Regions from separate parts of the Mus musculus genome. Here region 1 is linked to region 2. The links are chromatin contacts, called in public Hi-C maps. All regions are on one chromosome and are shown on one strand. Each heading gives the region's core, a stretch centred on a gene start, on an enhancer-like site or on the middle of the called end of the contact. The rest is flanking DNA. Distances are from core to core; before and after follow the strand shown. Region 1 overlaps Apbb2 (amyloid beta (A4) precursor protein-binding, family B, member 2). Region 2 overlaps Apbb2 (amyloid beta (A4) precursor protein-binding, family B, member 2).

What was found. A called contact is a pair of places that touch in the nucleus more often than the background predicts.
Region 1: a contact with region 2 is called in a Hi-C map of cerebral cortex, with 2.1 times the contacts expected there. The contact joins two enhancer-like sites. A contact is called at or near these places in 2 of 484 Hi-C or Micro-C datasets (cerebral cortex and muscle stem cells) and 4 of 115 datasets of contacts at active chromatin or transcription factors (T-cell acute lymphoblastic leukemia, fibro-adipogenic progenitors, heart atrium and 1 more).

The regions. Positions count from the first base shown.
Region 1 is chr5:66,575,154-66,582,229 of GRCm38.p6, reverse strand. The region is part of intron 1 of Apbb2 (amyloid beta (A4) precursor protein-binding, family B, member 2); the gene reads left to right. Among named protein-coding and RNA genes, the nearest start is that of Apbb2, 40 kb to the left of the region's middle. Within about 2 kb of position 5,734, at least 11 of the 459 cell types and tissues checked have an H3K27ac peak or open chromatin away from gene starts, as enhancers often do. A contact at or near this core is called in cerebral cortex, where this site is marked.
Region 2 is chr5:66,382,674-66,389,776 of GRCm38.p6, reverse strand. All of the region lies in intron 9 of Apbb2 (amyloid beta (A4) precursor protein-binding, family B, member 2), which reads left to right. Among named protein-coding and RNA genes, the nearest start is that of Gm52775, 120 kb to the left of the region's middle. Within about 2 kb of position 3,941, at least 57 of the 459 cell types and tissues checked have an H3K27ac peak or open chromatin away from gene starts, as enhancers often do. A contact at or near this core is called in cerebral cortex, where this site is marked.

The DNA of each region.
Region 1 (7,076 bases), core at 4,485-6,984, 190 kb before region 2:
TTAGGGCTGAGGAAAAGAACATTCGGGCTGCATAGGATTAGTCATGGGAAGCAATACATGGCCTAAAGGGAAATGTATCCATATTTACTTGAACATGAAAAAAAGAACGTGCTGAAGCCGGCAATGCTCAGCTTCTGGGGGTAACTTATTCTCCTAATTCCACGACTTCTCTGTTTCCTTCTTCATGTATTTTAAAACTAAGAGTTAAAGTGAATTGACCTACTCACACTGACGTGCATTGCCGTTTTCCAAGGTAAGAACAGAGATCCCAAAAGGCGATGCTGCCCGGCCCATACAGTTAGACTTGGACTCCACCGACAGTCATTTGGAGAGCTCCCCACACCTGCATGAGCTGAATATGAGTAACTATTAAGTTTGCTTTTAATGTCAACATGACACAGTCTAGAATCATCTGAGGAGGAGTCTCAATTGAGGGATTGTCTAATTAAGATTGGCCTGTGGGCATGTCTGTGGGATATTGTTTTGGTTGTTAAATCAATGTAGAAAGGCCCAGCCTACTGCTGGCGGCACAACCCCTAGGCCTGTGGACTGTCATATTGTATAGGAAACGCTAGCTAAGCATGGTCCTGTGAGTCAGCCAGCAAGCAGTTTTTCTCCATGGTTTGTGCTTCAAGTTCTTGTCCTGACTTCCCTAAGTGATGGACTCAGATGTATAAAGCTGAAATAAGCCCTTTCTCCCCAAAGTGGCTACCGGTCATAGTGTTTTATCACAGCGACAGAGATGGAACTAGTGTGATGAATTGCTGGGAAACCCATATAGTATCATATCAGGAAAATACAGATGTTATTTCCACACAGCTGCTACTAGAGCTGGAAGAAAAATAAGCATGGCCAGTAGAATTACTTGGTGGTACTCTCGTGCTTTGGGTGAGAGCAGCTATTGAGGAGCGCACCTATTCACTGAGAAATCATCTGAGCCAATTACATGTCAGATGAGAGGGACGTTTTTTCTTTTCAGTGGTCGATCCTCCTCTTCTGGGTTCAGAGCGGGGAGAACACCAAAGGAACAGAAAATGCTAAGAGCTTTTGGTCAATGGGGGAACATTTTCATGAGACTTCTTTCAGGGATGCTCAGGGGGAGTCCGAGGCCTGGGGCAGATCTGTCTGTTCACTGTATAGAAGAAATGGTTTGAGTAGGTTGGGCTCCCTTCTTAGAGACTGAAGCAGAGACACACAGCACTACCTACACCCTCGGTAGCTACAGTGTGTAAAAACTGCGATCCTCTAGTAGATAGTTAAGTGGGGACCCCATTTGCAGCTGTGCACCCATGGGAACTCCTCATTCTAAAAGCAACGAATCCTTCAGCTTTCTTCCTTCTGAGACATATTTTGTCCATCTCTCTCTGCCTTACCCGAGGTTGGTCTCTCAAAATCAGTATGGAAATTGTAGGTGTGGGCAGGAAAGGGCCCAGGGTAGGAATTGTTTCTATTAAAGGGTGCTGTGAGTTGACATTGTGAACTACCGTGTTGTGTGCCTTCCCTGGGGCTTTAAAAGATGGCTATTATGAAGATAGCTTTCTCCTGTTTCTGCATTTTTATATTCTCTGTTTTAACCCTTTGTAGTTCTTTTCTGTGCCGTTATATGACTCTTATGGTATTTAAAAAAAAAAAGTCTCACTACATAGCTCTGGCTCTCCTGGAACTTGCTATGTAGATCAAACTGGCTTTGAAGTCATAGAAATCTTCCTTTTCTCGCCTTCCCAGGGCTGGGGCTAAAGGTGTGTGCCACATGGCCATCTCCTATGGAACAATTTATTTTAATGTTTTGTTTTTGTTTGTTTGTTTGTTTTTTTCCTTGAGATGGGGCTTTATTCTGTAGCTCAGGCTGGCCTAAATTTACTATGCATAACACAGGCTGGCCTGGAAATCTTGCAAGTTCTCCTGCTTCAGCCTCCCAGGTACTGGGATTGCAGACATGAGCCACCATGCCTGAGTTGGGAATTTTAAATAAACCTAGACATGTGAAATATTCACGGACTCAGTTTTTACTTGTTTAAAGCCTTTGGAGATTTGTCTTTAGAGAAGGTTGATATGGCAGTTATTCTGCATTGCGTTCCTCACACCAACATTTAATTAATAGTATATTTCATGAAGATTACTGTAGGTTTATTGCTGCCGTGTTTGGAGTTGTGGTTCTGTGCTAGAATCCAAAGATATTGCTCTGTTTCCATTTTCATTTGTCGGTGCTTTGAGCCAACACCTTCCAAAAGGACTGTTAACCATTTAATAGCCACAATGGATCGAAGGGTGTTTTGTTAACCATTTAATGGCCACAATGGATCAAAGGGTGTTTTGGTAGAGTGGGGTCTTGAGATACTTGTGTCTATGGATGTTGTGATTCTATTTTTTTTTTTTACATTTATCTATTTATTTATTTTATGTATAAGTATAGTGTAGCTGTCTTCAGACACACCAGAAGAAAGTATCAGATCCCATTTACAGATGGTTGTAAGCCACCATGTAGTTGCTGGGAATTGAACTCAGTATCTCTGGAAGAGCAGTCAGTGCTCTTAACTGCTGAGCCATCTCTCCAGCCCCCGTTGCTGTGATTCTTAATGATGTTATATAAATTGATGGTATATAAATCTGTATTCCATTCAAGTTTGTATGTAAATAGGTGAATATATATGATACCCCCAGAAGACTGCACCCCCAGAGGAAGGAGTGGGGTTTCTTGTCAGTCACAGTCCTTAATGTTTGTCTCATAAATGGGAACTTGGAAAGGGGGTAGGAGGAGGGAGGAGCTGTAGGTGGGAGAAGGACGAGTGAAAGCCACAGAGGCTAAATGATAACAGAGCAAGGTGGAGGCCTAAATATTTTATTGGATTTAACTTTGGCATCAGAAAGTTCTGGAAGGAACCCCAGACTAGGAGTTAACACACTTGGTTCCTTGCCACTTCCTAAGACTATGACTTTGGGTGACTCAGTGAAGTTCACTTTAGGGCGTTGGTTTTTCCTGTCTGCCCCACCTTTCCCCCTGGGGCTTTACAGGGAAGCTCATCTTGAGGTGTTGTGTGAGCTGTGACAGAAGATGAAGCCCCCATGCAGGGGCCGCTCTCTGTGATAGGTGTAATACTGTCAGGTAAAATACAACCGGAGCTCCTGGCTGTCAGTCTAGTGGAGAAGATAGATAGAATCTAGTAATCACTCTGCTGTAGACATGTAAGCCTTCCTAAGAACCTCAAGAGGAGCAACAAGGCGGGGAGGCTCATTGTAGTCGTGTGTGTGTGTGTGTGTGTGTGTGAGTGTGTGTGTGCCCAGAGCTCAACTGTGGGCTTTGAAGTTTTTCCTGGAAATCCCCATGTCTTTTCTAGGGAGTGACTTAAACACAAATCACTTTAGGGAAACTAATTTATCAGGATAGATAGATGGAGGATTGGAGTCTGGGGAAAGAGGTAAATGAAATTATTCTCATAGTTATTAAAAAAGAAAAGCCTTAGACTTTTAAATGTTTTATATATTCACTGTCCCTTCTCTGAAATGCTAGGGAGTAGAAGTGTTTCAGATTTTTGAGATTTTTAGATTTTGGAATGTTTGTATGGACTTTACTGTTTGAATACTTTTGAATCTAAAAATTCAAGATAAAGAAATGCAGCAGAATCCATATTTGTACATTTTGGGGTTTTTTTCAGGGGTGGGGTGTTCAACTTGTTTGTGTTTAATTGTTCAATGTTGACATTTTTATGACTTTTTGGGAGTCTTCATACTTACATGGTTTTTATTTAGAACATTAGGGAACATCATTTCAGCAAATACTTCTCTATGTAAGCTTTTTTGTGTTCCAGAGACATGCTCACTGCGTCAGGCATGCACAGAATCCCATGTGAGACTGAGACCCCATTGCCCTTAATTTGTAGATAAGGAAACAGAAACTTCCCATGCTATGTGGCTGGGCCTGGGCCCAGACACATAGATTTAGTGTGTGTTCTTCACTGAGCCTTCAACTTTCTCTCCCAACACAAAGGATTTAACCTTCTCAGAGCAAAGACAAAGATGCCCAGGTGAATCCGTTTGTCTGAGCATGCTCTCCTCCTCCTCCTCCTCCTCCTCCTCCTCCTCCTCCTCCTCCTCCTCCTTCTCCTCCTCCTTCTTCTTTCAAAACCAGTACCCCGGGGCTCTTGATTCTAGCTGCATATGTATCAAAAGATGGCCTAGTCGGCCATCACTGGAAAGAGAGGCCCATTGGACACACAAACTTTATATGCCCCAGTACAGGGGAACGCCAGGGCCAAAAAATGGGAATGGGTGGGTAGGGGAGTGGGGGGGGGGAGGGTATGAGGGACTTTTGGGATAGCATTCTAAATGTAATTGAGGAAAATACGTAATAATAAAAATATTAAAAAAATGTATACAAAAAAACCCAAGTTTTAAAAAATTATAAATCTTAATGGATTAATTCTTGCAATTGCGGGTGGGGAGGGGCTCTCCCTATGTAGCCTTGCCTGGCCTGGAACTCACTATATAAAGCAGGCTGACTTTAAACTTACAGAGATCCACCTGCCCTCTACCTCCCAAGTGCTGGAATTAGAGGCGAGCCCACCATGTCCAGCAGGAAAAGCCATTTTAAGACATAAGGATTTTGTAGTGAAGTTCCTTTTCCTTTCTGACGGGCTACGTGGCTCTCTGTGTTTTCCTGACTTTTGTAACTAGGATAACTAACCCTCAGCGGTGTCAGGTGGTGTTTGGCTCTGCTCACAGGCCAGATCTCATGATTGTCCGCAGACATCTCTGATTGACTGCAAAGCTTCAGTTCAATGTCGGCTGGGAGTCTAATCTAGCGCAGGGGTCCCGTCTAGTGTTTGCCTGCACTGACTCCTCGATTTCATATTTGGGGGCCTCAAAAGGAGGCAAGTTCCTTCCATGAGGTCCTGGCACTAATGATTGTCATGTAAACATTTTGGGGGTACAGGTAAAGAAGGTGTAGCTTCCTCATGACACTTCCAAGAAGCCCAAGGAGTTCCCTTAGAAAGTTCTAGGGAATTTGACACTGAGAAGAATTTCAGAACTATCCAATTTATGAAGCAGAGGTAGAGATTTTATTATAGATAATGCATAAGGATTAAGAGTCACACAGACCCAGGAGCCTGGGTGTAGGCTTCTCAAAGTCCTGTGATTCAAAGACGACGACTCCTCCTCCTCATTCTTATTTTTAAAATAGTTACAGAGATGACTTTGGGGGCGTTTGCAGTTACTGCCTAGTTGATGGGTGATTCTGAGGTTGGCATCTGACAGGATTGCTTTTGACCTTTGGGCTCTGCCTGGAAAGATGATGCTCTCTCTGTGTTGTAGCTGCCTCCACCCCCTGAGGGCTCTGCTTGAATTTGTTGAATGCTGTTAACTGCTAACTGATAAAGAAAAGTCCAGTCCACAGGGACTCAGGGAGGTAGATAGCTTTCCTGACAGCAGTTTTGAGATCCTCAAGAGGAATGAAATGAGACCCTATGCAAGGTCTTATACATCCAGACTTTAGGCCTAGATCTCCGTTTAACGTAATATAGTTCTATAGGAGAGCAGTGTTAACTCTCTGTGGTACTGCTGATAGCAGAGACTGGAGTTCTCTGTGCTGGAATTCTTGCTTTTCAGCTGGCTCTCGGATGAGGGACTCCTCTCTCCTCCCGGATCTCTCTAATTGCCCGGTGTTTCCATCCTTCCTCAGGCAGAGCCAGCGCCAGCGCCAGGACAGATAGCGGCTCCCGAGCATCTGCCCAGTGTCTGTACCATCTGCTCAGACCTTCACAGCTAGTTGCTTCTGAGTGTGCAGGAGAGCGGGTGGGAGTGGGGTGGGGAGGGGCAGGGATAAGGGACAGGTGTGTGTGTGTGTGGTGTGGTGTGTGTGTTATATTCTTTTCATTCTATTTGCATAGGTGCAGTATAATTGACAGAGAACCATTTCGGTTACATTGTTTTCTCTTGTACTTTTTTTTAGTTTTGGTCAGTTCAGAATGTTTTAGGAAATGAGCCTTTATGAGCTAATGTCTCTCAGCACACTTCCCATTAGACTTATTTTTCTCAAGACTAAATAAAAATTTTAATCCTAAACACTGGGCCAGTGTGGCTAGTCTACAAAAATGTAAATTCAGTCGGAGGCTAAAGCATGACTTTGGGTCAGTTTGGTTTATGGCTTAGGATTCCACTGACATTTTTATTTTTTTAGTAGCAATGGTAAGAGATGCTTTGTGGTACCTCCTTTTTTTTTTTTTTTTTTGGTTTTTCAAGACAGGGTTTCTCTGTGTAGCTCTGGCTGTCCTGGAACTCACTTTGTAGATCAGGCTGGCCTCGAACTCAGAAATCCGCCTGCCTCTGCCTCCCAAGTGCTGGGATGCGCCACCACTGCCCGGCTTGTGGTACCTCCTTTTGTATATTACTTTTCCAGTACATTTTTGTTTTTGGACCTTTGGGCTTTGCCTGGGAAGTGCTGTTTTTCTGTTTTGTGGCCGAGTTCACCCGGCTGAGGACTTGACTTCAGTTTGTTTAATGCTGTTAACTGCTAACGCGTACATTCTCCACGACAGAGGGCTGTGGGCAGACTGTTACTAAGAAAGAGACACCAGCTTGCAACTCACCAGAGAAAACAATTGTCTTTATTTGGTTAGGATCTCCTTTTGGACTCCTTCTGCTTCCTTGATGGCTGTGACTCCCCCGGACATTGTATTTTGCCTTTGTCTTAATCACCTAAGCACTTATGTCTCAGTTGGCGAGCTAGGGAGCCAGAGTCTCTGGAACATTCTATATAGAATTTTGTATTTACGACACGAGCACTTTTGTCTGGGACTGCCAGGACAAGCAGCCGATCACTTATTCAAAGTGGAGCGATGTGAAAAATGTCGCATTCGGGCCGGAGAGATGGCTCAGCTGTTAAGAGCACTTGCTGCTCTTGGCGAGGAGCACCCACGACCATCTGGAACTCCGGTTCCAGGGGGCCTGATGCCCTCTTCTGGCCTCTGCAGATGCCATATGCACGCATGTATTGATACATGCAGTCAAACACTCACCCAAACAATACGTATATTTTTTTAAGATTTTATATTCATATCTCCTCTGCTGATTTCTGAGAT
Region 2 (7,103 bases), core at 2,692-5,191:
TCAGTCTGCTTGAGATCAAGGAACTTGTCTCCCAACTCCCAAATGAGTGTGTGTGTGTGTGTGTGTGTGTGTGTGTGTGCATGCGCGAGCACACACACACACGCGAACAAGCACATACACTCAAAAAAATATTTAACTCCATGTTATATAGTCTATAAGGAATGATTGATTATCCAAAAGATCACTATGAAAATGTCTCCCTGGGGCTGGAGAGGTGGCTCAGTGACTTGATGCTCTTCCAAAGGACCTGAGTTTGATTTCCAGAAGCTAACAAATACCTATAACTCCAGTTGCCAGGGACCTGATGCCCTGACATCTATGGGCACACCTAAGCAAGAAGCAAATACTCTCTCACAGACATGAATTTAAGTTAAAAAATAATTTTACATATATAAAGCTTGCAAGCTAGGAAGATAAGAATAATTGGCTGGGTGGTGGAGATGCCTGCCTTTGACGGGGTGCACCCCTTTAATCTCAGCACTGAGGAAGCAGAGGTGGGTGTGGATCTCTGCATTCAAGGTCAGCCTGGTCTACAAAGTGAGTTCCAGGACAGCCAGAGTCACACAGAGAAACCCTGTGTTGAAAAAATATAAGCTAGACATCTTTAAAATCCCACTTATCTTCAATGAATCTTGAAGATCAGTTGCCCGCTGAACCCTGTACCCAGAGATGGTAGCGTGCACACAAACACACACATGGCCACACGTGCACAATGCCCCAAAAGGGCAGAGTATATTTATAATGCATAAACGGTTTTGAGCCTTCCTATTGTTTCAGACATTAAATACGTTTTATGATCGGTGGTGATCTGTGTGTGGGCTCATACATAATTCTTATTATTTTAAAATCATTATGGGTTCACTGAAAAGACCCCCAGCTTCAGTCCCCACATGCCCTTCACGCTGCTTCAGTTAATATTAACGTCTTCGTAATTATAGCACCCGTAAGCAGTCAGTCTCTCACTAATATCCTTCCTCTGCCCTGACATCCAAGGGTTCTCTGTGCAGGTAAGGAGTACTTTGGAAGTTATTTCATATATCCCTGGGAGCAGCTCTCAGGTTTGTCCGTGTTAGTTTCATCATTGCCGCCCTTTGTTGCTGTTTAATTAGCAGCAGCATCCTCCAACCCTCATTTAGGCAGTGGGACCATTGGGCTTGTTCAAAACACTACAGAGCAGAGATGCAGCTTCCTCAAAATGTGTGACTGTTTTCCCTTTCCAATTACTGCTCTGGCAGAGGTTGCTAGAACCAACATTGCCAGGTCAAAGGCCATCAGTCTAATGGCTCTGTCACTTACTGTGAAATGGCTTTCAATAAGCCTACGGTAACATACAGCTCCATATTACAGTCAGTAATATTATAGACCCCGTTTCTCACCCACATCCCAGGTCACCCCAGGCTTTGCCAGTTTTTTATTTATTTGTCTTAGTTTTATAGCATACGAACTATTACTTGCTAGTGTTACATTTCTCATCTCCCTTCAGCTCCCTGCCTCCCTCCCTTCCTGTGTTAGAGATTCAGCGCACAGTCGCAAACATGCCAAGTGTGCACTCCGCTAGTGGGGCATTTCTTATGGAATGATTAAAGCTCTTAGGTAATCATTTCTTTCTGATGTTCAGGTTTTCTTATACTGTCCCCTCTCTGTTCTTGGATATAATCCACAAAGCCACTTAGCTTTCATCCCTAGAGGTCTCTATACATGAAGAACTGTCTGCCATGATGCTCTTAAATAACTCTTTCCAATTATTTCTTTCTCTCTTCGGTGACTTTTATCAGCGAAGAAAATGTTTTAAATATCCCTCCACACCTAGGCCTTTCACAGATAATGACAGAATGACTCCTTGTACTTTGGTGGCCCGGTAGGAAGCTCTAACAGACCTCAATACTCAGGCTCCCCTGGGCCCGCCTGCTCTGCTTTCTTGCTGTGAAATCGGAGTTTAGTCCTTCCATGGTGTATGGTGCATTGCTCACCAAATGCATTATTAACACCACAATAAAATCAAATTGGAGAAAAGTTAACGCTCTGAAAAATAACACACCAATTCTTTCCCATCCTTTGTTGTTAACTGCTCGGGTTTCTGTAGAGGGGATTTTGTGCCACCTGCTGGAAAATATTGGGATTTATGCCTTTAGAGAAAATGGCTACATTTCCTTTAGAATCATTGAATTTAAAATTTAAGTGGTTTTAAAGATTTTTTTTAAGTGAGTTCGAGGGTTCTACAATGAGTGGCGAAGACAGCATTTAGCGTGGGTCTCCCGAGCCTCCAGCCACCAGATGCTACTATACCAAATCATTTTCGTGGCATTTGTGAGGAGTAGCTTTGGGGGCATTGCTCTTTGAACTCAAAAGAAAGGAAACGTGATTGTGTTGTCGGAAGCATCCAATCCTTTGGGTCTCAGATTCCTCATCTGTGAGATAAGCACGCCTCATATTAGAAGCCCCGTCTGATTCTGAGGAGTTATAAGATTGCCTATGAAATGGAGCAGCCCTAATCCACAGCAACTAGAGATGAATTGGTTATGTCTAGAAAGGGATGCTATAGTCCTGGCTGCCCTTTCACGGGCCCTACACTCTGCTCATGGACTTGTCCCGCAAATGCATGAGTTCCTCACACTATAGATGAGAAAGCGATGCTTAGAATAGCTCGAATGACCCATCTCATCTCACAGTGTGCTCATCTGGTAGCTGGTGGAAATAAGAAGTCTTCAACCCTGTGCACATGACTCCCAAACCTCTTGTTCCAAGCCACTGTTTCCCCAGGCTTAAGGTCGCTTTGGCTGTCTATCTAGATGGGGTTAAGGTAGCAGAGTTGCCAAGGGTGGGTGTGAGTTCTGGAACTGGGAGGTCATTGCCTAAAGATGGATTCTTCTGGACTCCTATGGCCCAGTGCTTTGTGGCATGCTGGCCTTGGCAAGGTTGATATGATCGTCACACTGCTGAGGACAAAGGCTCACATTAATGAGTCCAGGAGCCACACAGATGCAGATGCAACAGGCCTACAGAGAACACTGAGTAGGTGACACTGTTGGGTTTGAAACTTATATCAAAATAAGACATGATTTTGCGGTGTCTTCTGCAGGGACATAAGCATAGTTCATCACTGCAGTACTTTCCATTGCTTATGTCCGTTTGCAGTTAGTGCCTGGTCCGCTCAGCCATTTTATTATCCAGGCACTGGATCTTATGAGGGCTTTTCTTGTTCTGTTCTTGCTACACCCAGCCCCACATGGAGAAAGGAAGGAAGGAGTGAGGCTAGTCGGGGCTGGGTATGCTTGACAGCGTAACTCTCCAGCAAACGGGATAGGAGTGCAAGGTTCTAATATTCCTCTTGAGATTTATTTATCCGAGCCTTCCCTTGGTTCCTATTAGCATAAATTTCCATGAAGTAATTCTATTAGCTAGCAATTCACTAGATTAACCCTAAGAGATAAACAGGAAATCGCAGGGAGCGTCTTCTCTCATTCAGATCTGTTTCTGATCTGCAACAAATGCACTTTCATGCCTTCGCATTTCTGTGGGATGTTATAGCTGCGTGTAGTAGTCCGTGCCATTGAAAACGACTTTGTTTTCTTCAGAAATTCTGAACTATGAGAAACTCTTGGATTTGATTTGCATGGTTGATTCATTCTCTGGGTGGGGGAAAAAAGAAAGAAAGAAAACATTTGTAAAATGATTAATGCCAAGGGAGCAAACATACTTAGCATTCAGTGTGATGGCTAAGACTCTGGCTGGACCTGGCCCGCTCAAGATTTGCTTCTTATTTACTGTGTGGCTTTGGGATCTCGTCCTCTGTATTACATAATAAACTGCTCCAGAACTTGGTAACTGGAAACAGTTTCATTTTCCTCATGACTTGGAGTTTGGGAGTTTGTGCAGAATTCAGCCACACAGCAGTGCAGTTCCTCTGTGATCCACTAGTAGGCAGCAGGACCTGGAAGATCTGCATCTAGAGCAGCCCTTCCCCGGACTCATCCTCCAGGGCCCACTCTGTGTTGCTTGGGCTTTTAGCAGTACAGTTCACTGGGCAGGAAAGACAGGAAGCCAAAGCTACCAGGTGAGAGCAGGCTTTTCTTGGAAATGGTACCACTATCTTCTATTAGTCAAAACAGAACTCGACTAATTCAGGAGGTAGAGAAATGGACTCTTGAGAGCTGAGCAAGGTCACAGAACAGGAAGTGTATGGAAAGCTTTATTGCAGCCAGTTCTGAGAGAGAGAGAAACCATCCCTGGCATCAGCCAGTCAAAGAGAATGCCCTTTGTCAAGGGGAGTGCGTATCTGCGTGACTCAGTCAAGAAGCCAGGCCCCGAACCCGGGGCAAATGTGCCAAGTCCTGGGAATAAGATAGAGCCACCGAGGCATGGCTTCAGGGTGGGAATTCATGGAGGGAATAGTAAGATCTTTTCTCGTCCCTAGGAAGGAAGAGCCCAGTGTTCTGCTTGGGTGTAGTTGGCCACAGAATACCAAGGCACAAAGCCTGGCTGCCCAGCTTAACCCTGCATGGTGTGTTCCACCTCCCCCACCCTCACTCCCAACTCCCCCAGCCCACAGCAGGGCTGACATGTGCATCATTGGCTAGAACTTATTCCCCTCTCAGCCCAGGGGACAGAGTTTTGTATTTCTAAAGCTGTTTCCTTTCCTTTATTTGCCAACATGGCTGAGCATAATACTGAAGTCCTGGCAGAAGCCCGGCTTCTTTCCCCCCAGTTAATTTCTGGTCACTTGTCCAAGTGAGTCACCCGGGAACCGGCTGCTGTGAGTCTCTGAATTTTAAAGGATGCTGCTGGGACAAGAGATGTCATTATCAACAATTAGTGGCTGGGCCTGGTGGTAGATGCCCTGAATAGGCTAACTAAAGGACAGGCAAGTCTTGTCCTCTTCCCTGTAGGAGCTCTGTAGGAGTCAGAGTGAGTCATAGCTGTTAACAGTGCATGGGTGGCTATGCAGAGAGTGGACCAGCAGGTGCTCGAACCTGGCCCCATAGGATTCTGGAAAGGAACTTTGGGTGATGGACACTCTGAGACATTCACAGCCTGCTTAGATACAAAAGTAATTCACTCGTCCAGCAGGGCTGGGCTCTTCAGGGAGGGTCTCCAGAATGCAGATGTCTTTCCATAGCTCCCCACAAAAGATGCAACATGTCTCCAGCTCTGTTTCCTCGGGCTGGTTGCCAGGTAACGGTGTTTTAGTCGTAATGAAGACATTTCTTGTTTATTTGCAGTTAATAAATTGATGGTTCTTTTATAGGACAAGGAGAATGAGTCCATTGCCAGGCTGTTTCTACCTAAGCCATTTCTCCCTCCCTACAGCCCCACACTCCTTTTTAAAAGGTCCTGAGTCTGAGGCTCTTCAGCCCAGCCGTGAAGAACAGGGCCTCAGCGCTCCCTCTGCCTCCAGCTCAGGACTCTGTAAGGAGATCATATCAGCAGCTGGCTGGCTTCTATAATTTCCACCTCTGTACTGGCACCAGGAGTGAGGGCTTTCAGCTGTTGTCTGCAGCAGCTGGCCACTGGGCATTCGCTTATTCAGTGTCAAGTGTGTATATGTTGGCACGTGACCTGTCAGGCTCAGGAGGAAAGCCTGGTGCTATGTAAGAAGCCATAATGGCATCATTTCACAGTGACAGGGTTAGGGATCCGATCTGAAGTGTCCCTGACAGGCCCATGTTTTTCTCCATTTGTGGAGAGTGTGAAATGAGCTAAGTATGACCACCATTACCACCGTCCATGATGGTAGGCTGAGGGGGTCATTGGGAGGCGAAGACTGCCTGGTGGACGTAGGTCACTTAGACAGGACCTGTGATGGTTGCAGCCCAGCCCTCGGTTCCCACCCTGTTCTTTCTGCTTCCTGTTGGCCCTGTGAGGAGTGCCTGCCACATGCTCTCTCAGCCATATACTCCCTCCCCCAAGCACTAAAGTCTCTGAACCCACAGGCCAAAATAAACTTCTTAAGTTATTTGTGTTAGGTACGGTGGTCACAGCAGGCCAAAAGTAGCTGCTATAGACAGTTACCATGCAGCTGGAATTAACCAAGAGATCTGTTCACGAAACTCAAACACTGATATTTCAGTTGACTTTGAGAGACCCTTGGGTCTGTGATTCTCAGCCTGTGGGTCACCTAACACCACCAGGGGGAAAAGAAAACAACTAAAAGTAGATATTTACATTATGATTCAGAACAGTAGCAAAATTATAGTTATGGAATAGCAACAAAAATAGCTTTATGATTGGGGTCGCCACAACCTGAGGAACTGTATCAAAGGGTGACAGCATCAGGAAGGCTGAGAACCACTGCCTTAGATGAAAGACTTCTTTATTAAAAACATGGCCGCCCATTGAGCCAACAGATTCCTAAACAGATCTCCAGGTAAACCTTGCTTCACCTCCCCTCTGCTCTTGGCACAGCCATGAGTCTCGCCTGCTTTGCTTTCCCATAAGCCCACGAGGTGCATTCTCTCAGTTACAGCCATACGTAGTCTATATAGAAAATTCTAGGCAAACTAGGACTATATGGTGATATTGTGTTGCCAGAGGGTGGGGATGGGTTTATGTGTGTGTGGCAAGAGGGGCAGGGGAAATACGGACAGGATTTCTACACTGTCTAAGAGAAAGGAAGTGAAGTAGGAGCTGGAATAGCTAAGTTCTAGCCCCAGTCTGATTGGCTTACGGCACTCTGTGTGACTTTGAGCAAGATGCTTAACTTCTTGAGACTTCTCCAGCTTTCTCATCTATAAAATGAAGTGGGGCTGGAGAGATGGCTCAGTGGTTAAGAGCACTGACTGCTCTTCCGAAGGTCCTGAGTTCAATTCCCAGCAACCACATGGTGGCTCACAACCATCTGTAATGAGATCTGACTCCCACTTCTTGAGTGTCTGAAGACAGCTACAGTATACTCCTATAATAAATAATTAAATCTTTAAAAAAAGGGGGGGGAGCTGGAGAGATGGCTCAGCGGTTAAGAGCACTGACTCCTCTTCTGAAGGTCCTGAGTTCAAATCCCAGCAACCACATGGTGGCTCACAACCATCTGTAATGAGATCTGATGCCCTCTTCTGGTGTGTCTGAAGATAGCTACAATGCACTCACATAAATAAAATAAATAAATC